Regions from separate parts of the Anas platyrhynchos genome. Here region 2 is linked to region 1. A link is a contact called in public Hi-C data. All regions are on one chromosome and are shown on one strand. The core of a region is the stretch at or near the end of the contact, and the rest is flanking DNA. Distances in the headings are between cores, read along the strand shown. Region 1 overlaps NIPAL2 (NIPA like domain containing 2). Region 2 overlaps STK3 (serine/threonine kinase 3).

What was found. Hi-C and Micro-C count contacts between places; a contact is called where the count stands out from the background.
Region 2: a contact with region 1 is called in a Hi-C map of skeletal muscle, with 10 times the contacts expected there. The contact joins two enhancer-like sites. A contact is called at or near these places in 4 of 8 Hi-C or Micro-C datasets (F5 follicle, skeletal muscle and subcutaneous adipose tissue).

What each region holds. Positions count from the first base shown.
Region 1 is chr2:22,920,690-22,924,552 of IASCAAS_PekinDuck_T2T, reverse strand. It overlaps NIPAL2 (NIPA like domain containing 2), which reads right to left. Exons shown (of 12, transcript XR_011807405.1): 11 at 3,065-3,139; 12 at 2,727-2,859. It overlaps POP1 (POP1 homolog, ribonuclease P/MRP subunit), which reads left to right. Exons shown (of 15, transcript XM_027452507.3): 15 at 1-2,383. Among named protein-coding and RNA genes, the nearest start is that of POP1, 25 kb to the left of the region's middle. Within about 2 kb of position 1,927, at least 3 of the 8 cell types and tissues checked have an H3K27ac peak or open chromatin away from gene starts, as enhancers often do.
Region 2 is chr2:22,725,416-22,729,278 of IASCAAS_PekinDuck_T2T, reverse strand. The region is part of intron 9 of STK3 (serine/threonine kinase 3); the gene reads right to left. Among named protein-coding and RNA genes, the nearest start is that of KCNS2, 72 kb to the left of the region's middle. Within about 2 kb of position 2,263, at least 1 of the 8 cell types and tissues checked has an H3K27ac peak or open chromatin away from gene starts, as enhancers often do.

The DNA.
Region 1 (3,863 bases), core at 678-3,177:
CTGATACGTTGTAACTTTCCCGTTCACTGTTTGCCTACAAGCGAGTGCCACCTGGGCCTGTGTGTATAGCAAGGGGGTTTTACCACTTCCTTGGGTCCGTGGCTACAGTGGAATAGAGCTAAGTAGACAGATCTAGCACAGAAAGCAGGTGAGGTGCTTTGGAAAAGCTCTGCGCTGAAATGAAATGCAAATAAAAGGTTGTCTGTTTGTATAATCTTAAATCATAGTAACCGAATCTCTTAAATGGAAAGCATAATAATTTCTCTCTCAATTTTGAGAGAGAGAACTTTTGAAAAGATAGTAGAAGCCTTTCAGATGTAAATGGCTGTTGGTGGGTCAGCGTACGTTTTCTGTTAATAAGTAGGGATATTTTGGTTCCTTAAAACATGAATTTATTTTTGTATGGAAATGCTAGGACTGAGGTTTTCCTCATTTTACAATAGGGTTTATGGATGTTGGTCAAACAGTCATTAAACCTGTAAAGTGTGCAGGGGGCGGGTAAGGGGAGGAAGGTATTTGATTTGGCTGGGGAAGGGGGGCTAGTTAGTTGGGTTTGTTGTGGGTTGGACTTTTTTTCTTTGTCTAATGATAGCCTTAAACTTCCAGCCCTTCTTGAGTTAAGCAGCTTAATAATGAGTTTACAGTAATACATTGTAGTTTAGTAGAAGCATGATACAAATATATACCAGTTGGTAACGTTTACCCTGAAATGATCATGACAAATAAAAATGTAACCGATTTGTGATTCAGGAATCTTCTGTTCAGCTTGGTTCTTTGAAAAACTAAATACGGATCAGTTAACGCTTTTGTCTCTCTAAGTATCAGCCTGTAACTTAGCTCCTACGCTCACAGCTTCGTTTGAAAGAGTCTGAGGTGAATAAATTAGTCTAGGGTGGAGTTTTTTGTTGGAGGAAGGCTTTAGAGTACCTTAACTCTATGAGCACCCTCCCTTAGTGCACCTGATGAAGTGACCATGGCAGGAACACGCCGAGAAGCTGGTCCAGCACCGTTTTGCTTTGCTTTGCCGGTAGATGGCCCCAGAGGAAAAGGCTTGGGGCTCTGCGGGTCCGGGCTTCACATGCTCGCCATGTGACTCCGAGCTCCGCAGCACGTAGGTATGTGGAAATAAAGAACCCCTTAAACATTACAGTCTGGCTGCTCTGATCAAGTTCTCTCATGGTAATAATCCTGGATTTAATGAACCTTTTGAATTGTGAGCTCAATTGAAATATTTCTAGGATCAGAGTTTCCAGAGCTGTGCTTCATGGGAAGAAAGGAGGGGAGGTGATGTTTATATGGCTATTTCCCCCCTTGCCTCCCCCATCTCCTCAGATACATATTTTCTTGCCTCCCTAGACCTCACTTGTACGTGAGAAAGAATGAGGAGAAGCCCCCCACCCAAGCTATCATTTTTGCTTCTTTTCTGCTTGTAGATCTTTTGTTCACTGAATCTTTTTTTTTTTTCTTTTTTCTTTTAAACATCTGGAGTCTTTTTTCTTTTCCTCCTATTGGTAATTTCTGCCAGGTTTTCATTTTGACACTTCCTGTTACTTTTCTTTGATTTCCATTCTCTCTTTCTGATTTATGATCCTCCTCTCTGCTGAGCCAATGAACAGAAACTGGAATCCAAGTGCATCCTGTTCTGTATATCTTGTAATATTGTTACACAGTTGTTTTCCTTTAAGTCGATGATTTATGCCTCAAGACTTCACTCTCCTTGTAAAATGCTCTGCGAGCCCGATAAGTTAAAAATGCTCAAAACTCGCAGCCAAAGTTTGTCAGAAAAACACTGTGACTTTATGTAGCTGCAAGGAAATTTTTATCTGTGGTTGGGATTTCCAGATTCGGAGTGTCTCAAGGGTGACTTAGTCATAAAAACCGTGTCAACACTGGATAATCAAACTGTGGATAATTAAGCCTGTGTTATCTCTTTGTCAGCTGGACACTACGTCTGTGTTCATCATGTTGAATCAGGTGTAGGTTGTGGCACACATCTGTTCTTAGGCTGTATCTCGTTGCAGTTACTACCCTTTGGTTAATTGCCCCAGAGCATCTGGATCGGCTCCCATGAGCTCTGATACACAGGCATTTTCGGGAACCCAGGAAACTCAAACCCAGTGAAAAAAAAACACAACAAACTCATAAACTGTCCGGCTCCCATGCTGTTCTCCAGATAACTCTCTCAAAATGGATGCCAGCACAAACCCCGAGCTCTCATTCCTGGCTTCCAAGAGCTTTTGGAAGCCGAGGGGAAGCACAGAAGGCAATTCTGGCGTTATCTGTAGCACTGAAGAGCTTGACTGCTACTGCCTGGTTGTGTAGCTTTGCATACCGCTCCCCTAGAGCATCTGAACAAATACTGTGCTCGAGATTCACCTGGCAAAGGGTTTTCTCACAGCCTGGACCAGGGTAGTTGCCCGGTACACGAAGAGAGCCGGCAGGGACTAATGGACCCACCAAGCTGAGTGCCTTGCGACTCTGAGATGCGCATACCTCGCCACTGCAGATCCAGAAAATGAGGCTGCAAAGGAGAGCGGTGATTACTGAGGGGAATGAGGTGCTGTGGGACCGCTGCCAGCCCACCGTGTGTTTGTTAAGGAAGTTCAGAGCAGGTCCAGGGCAATGGGTTTGTTTAGCAGCGTGTAAGGACTGGAAGAAGTTACCTGGCAGAAAGGCAGCTGGGGTTGCTGAAACCAAGCTGGGAAAATAATCGGCAGGGTGACATGATGGAGGTGTAAGCCCTGGGGGCTCGTGGCACACACACGCACAGAGGGTAGTCAGATGCAGCAGCACGGTTTGCTTTCAGTGCTCCAAGTCTGGAAGAGCCAGACATGTCAAACGTGATCCGCTCACGTGTTCCTGTGAGGTAGGTAGAAGGAACAGAGCTGGGGGGAGATAAACTACCAGAGGCACATGGCTGAAGTGCTAAGACTGAGAAAAGCGGAAAAGCAATTGCTTTGTTTTATTTCCCCAAAATAAAATGTTTAAAAAAAAAGAAAAGGCAAAGCCCCACAGTCCCCTGCTTCTAAATGCTCTTCCCAGAGGTCAGCAATCCGAACAGTACCTGCAGTTTACCTCTTGCAAATCCAACTCAGCTGTACTAAAACTCTTCTTCGGGAACGTGGGTCTCATCAAATCCCTGCAAGAGGATTGAAAACTGAAATGAGACGTGCTGAAGCCATTTTGTGGCAGCTTTGAAAGTCAGAACCTACTTGTCCCTGGACAAAATAAGATTAACAAGTTCAAGGTAGTTTGTAAAGAAAGCAGGGTGACAAATAGGATAGACAAAACACAGCTTTCATTTATTGCATCGGGCCTTGTCTTGAAGAAAAACAGTACATTTTGTAGAATGAAGAACGCCTATACAAAATAATGATTAAAAAAAAAAATAAAATTAGGATACTCTTAAGACATGCAAAGCTTGTACTATCATCAGCTCGCCTGACCCATTCTAGCTGTCTTTTGATTCATGGGCTCACTGCAGCACTGCTAATGTGGCAGCCTTGCACGGCTAAGCCAGGTTCTCAACAAACAGAAATCAAAAGATGGCCAGGACAGAGCAAGAATAAAGCAGAGACTGAAAGAGCAGTCTGAATGAAATTTCATGATCCAAATATGTGAGGATTTGCTGTGATTTCTAGAGAGGATGGTGTAATTCATTATTTCAGTTGATGTCAAGAAGCTCAAATAATAGGCGTGATGAGAAAGGCCATTTCTTTCAGCTCAGTCCTTTTTTCAGCATCCTATTTTTTAGCCCACAAACTGCTTTATTTTAAAAACAATGCAACAGTTGTGATGGGTTGGAGGGCTCACGCATCCATAAGCCACTGTGCCCGTTGGGACTCTTTCTCACATTATTTCTG
Region 2 (3,863 bases), core at 1,014-3,513, 200 kb after region 1:
TGCATTTAAGTGGAAAATTCTGATATTTTTCAACCAGAGGAAACTTTCAAATTTTGAGGAGTTTATGAACTCAACTTTAGAGTCTTTATACAGAAAAAGTTTCCTGCACAAAGTATTTCTTTGCTTCCTGAGAATGAGACTTGTAAAACTGGTTTAACATTTTTTTTATATTTTTCCAAAAATATAATATGAAAATTCAATGACACTACTGTCATAAATTCATTACTCTGTTCCAGCTGAGGCACGCTTTATTTCTGCAAAACAAAGAAATCCATGTTAAGGCAGTATTTTGCAACAGCTCTTGAACCAGAACTGCCAACACTATTTTTCTTTCAAAAAAAAAAAAAAACACAAAAAAAAACATTTGTAAAACATACTCCTACTTGTGACATAAATGTACGACTTGATCACCAGTCACAGGCAAGGTCTCAAGTCTTGGAAAAGGCTTGGGAACACCTACCGTACATCCTTTCTGTACAATCAGGGGAAAAACATTAGTACACCTGCACGTGGCATCGAGCAAACTGTCTTAACATGAGCACAGTAAGCATGCTTAAACAAAACTACATCAATGAAATACCAATGCCCAGGCTAAAGCACTGCTGAAACCAGCCCATAATTAAGTTTCCTTGCTGAGTTCCTATAAATTCATAATTACACTATTCAAACTAAGACATCCTAATTGCCAAAAAGGGAAGACAATTTTAAAGAATTGTTTTAAATTACAAGAGAGATGTAAAATCCAAAGAACTCTGTGTCTGAGTCTCTTTTACAGAAGCAATGTAGTCTCAAGAGATAGCAAGCTAAGTGCTGAAGAGATCATTAGAGAAGTATTGTCTGAATTAGGTTGCTGGGTAATTTTAAAAGCCATTTATGTGAACATTTAGGAAACCAACACGGAATAATTAACAGTGCTACAGGAAAAAAGTCACACCTTACTAACTTCTATTAGCACAGCTATTCTATTCTATTACAATAGTAATGCACAAGGGGTATATACTGACATTGGATGACTGGATTTTCTCAAAGTGATAAATTTTTGCATTACAGAACATAGCATGCATTACAAACCAGCACCATAAATGGAGCATTCATTCATTCTTATAAATTATGAAAGAAATGCATAAACAGTAAACCTCCCCAATTCAGAAATGACTTCCAAAGAAACCTTGATTGAAAAGAACAATATCTGAGACTCGTTTATGGAATGTATGAATTCAGTGACAGCATGTAACGAAGAGGACCATAAGGAACTTGTCCATAAACAGGAAAATGGCTTTCAAATTCTGAGGTATCAGTTTCATTACAGCACTTTTTTTTTCTCCAGATACAAAGCACTGATAAAGAGTATTCCATTTATTTTTATGATCAACAAGAGGGGAAAATATCACAGAATGTACAAAAACTAATGGACACCAAGATCAGTAATACTTGTTTGATTAGAAAAGGTATCTAAGTAGATCTTATTTAAAGGGTTGTATCCAGAGCAAGAAAATTGAATGCCCTGAGAATACTGGTATCAAGTTAAGGGTCTGAAAAATAAATCTTATCCTCAAAGGAAAAAATACAATGAAATCAAAAACTACACTCCAAATGTTTACTTCACTCAAGCAAAGCTAGGTATTTATTCTGCCCTTCTTTCGCCTCTTCTTAACATTGATCATCAACTCTTTCGCCCCATCCCATAAACATATGTGTCCAGCAAGCTAACACTCGGAAGTGTTAGCTGAAGGCTAAGTAAGTGTAGGCTTCTTGCTGAAGCCTATAGGTTGCACATGTGCCTGGTCCATGCCAAGTCTGTTATAGGACCTAGGTCATAGGTTGTTACGAAAAAAATTTCTTTATCTTTTGAGTTGAAAGTCCAGTTGTGGGACCTTCCTAAGAAGTACGCATTTCAGAGCTACCCAAGCCCCCACCTCCTCGTACAGAGGACACTGACTGAACTCTGTCCTCCCACCTATGTGTGCTCTGCATTTTCTTCCCTCCTGTTACATACCGCAGAATCTCTGCTCAGAGCATGTACAGGCATACTAAGCAAGAAAGCACAAATGTGGTTTATTGCTGGGCTGTGTATGGTTTGTAGGGTTGGGATGACAGCCCTCTTTGTTCCAAATCCCAGTTTTATTTGGGCACAATTCACTATTTGTGAAAAAAAAATATATAGATGGTTTTAATTATTTTCTGTCATGGCTCCCAGAGGCCTCTAAGTATGGGCACTTATAAATAAAAACTTATTATTGTTTCTTATTTTGTCCTTGAGCAGGGAAACAAAAGGCAGAGGGAAACAAATGTGAAACTAAACAAGAGCATTACAAAAATGTTTGTGTCTCTAGGAAGGAAATAAAAGCCCTCTTCCCTAGTTAACTAAGCTTATTTCTCCATACTGCTTGCAAGTGTTATTCAGAAGTATCAGAGAGCACTTTTAAGCTACCTGGTTAAGCTATCTGATTTATTACTATCAAGTCATGCAAACATGCAGGAAGTGCCCATCTTACCTATACAGTTTGGAAAAAGCAACCTGTCTCTAAAATCTTGTCTTTTTCAAGCAGAAAGGAGAACAAATCTGCACCTGCCTCTGAAGGAGACCAACGATTTGTACATCCATTCCTGGCGACATTTATTTAGGACACCTGCTAGTGCTCCTGCTTAACCCCTAACACATGAATCACAAAACCAGAGGAAGAACAGCTAAAGTAAATGTATATTTTAAGTAAAAAAATATATATAAAACTTACATTTTCAGCTGAGAGATGTGGAGGCCCCATTCTTGAATTAGCTCTAACTTTTAAGCAGTGCGCACCTAATGCATAACACAGTAAAGTTCACTGCGCAAATGCAGGAACACAAACCTGTCCCCTGCCAGTCAAATGAAACCATCACTGCTATCAGGCTGCTTCCAGGGTGCTGGCTTTCCTTTGCTGGGGTTACAGGTGTCAAGACAGTCAGCTATGGGGGGGATGAAGCCTGCCGTCCCAGGGACTGCATTCTTCTGTCCGATAAGAGGGAAGAACGGCTTTAACAACCACACTGACAAAACGCCAAGGTATAGAAAGGTCATTCCTTATTACAGATCGCTACTAGAATCAATTCAAACTGAAAGTGACAGTACTTTTTTTTTTTTTTTTTTTTTAAAAAAAAAGTGTCTTCAGCAACATAAGAAACAAACATAAGAGATTTCAGTGCATATGTAAGGAAACTTTTTTGATCAGTTTGGTATAACTTCCACCACAAGAATTATTTTATTATCCTTTACTCTAAAATTGCTTGTAGTATATTTTCAGGGCTTTTTGCATCACTAATCTTTTCCTTAAATTGTTGAAATGTGTTAGTTTAAGACCACTTATTCTAACCTTCCATTATCCTCTCAGTTTAATAGGCAAACACTGTTTCAGCATGAAAACAAATTAAAGCATGTACAGAGTGCTTTCATGATGTGAATCATCCTACTTAAACTAATCACTAATCAAGAGGTATGTTTATTGCTAAGAACGCTAAAAAAAAGGAAAAATATAAATCAACAAATCACCCTTTCCTGCCCATTTGCTATAGACTGAACCAAAAATAAAACAGACCAGATTTGCACTTGGAACCCATCTTTCCAGTCAAATTGCAGCAGGTGTATACATGCAAACAGAAATGCAACCTTATAGTTGCATTCAGCAAATGTATTTAAATAATAGCCTGGAATTACACCTTACATTGTGCCTCACGGAATCAGGCATCTAGAGTTGATTGATGCTGCCCATTCAAAGAAATAATTCTGTTTAATTCAGTGGGCCTAATTCTGCAGCAATCTTCAGCCAAACAATGAACACATCAAAAAGTAAACATGTAAATTTGCTGTTTAACAAATACACATTATG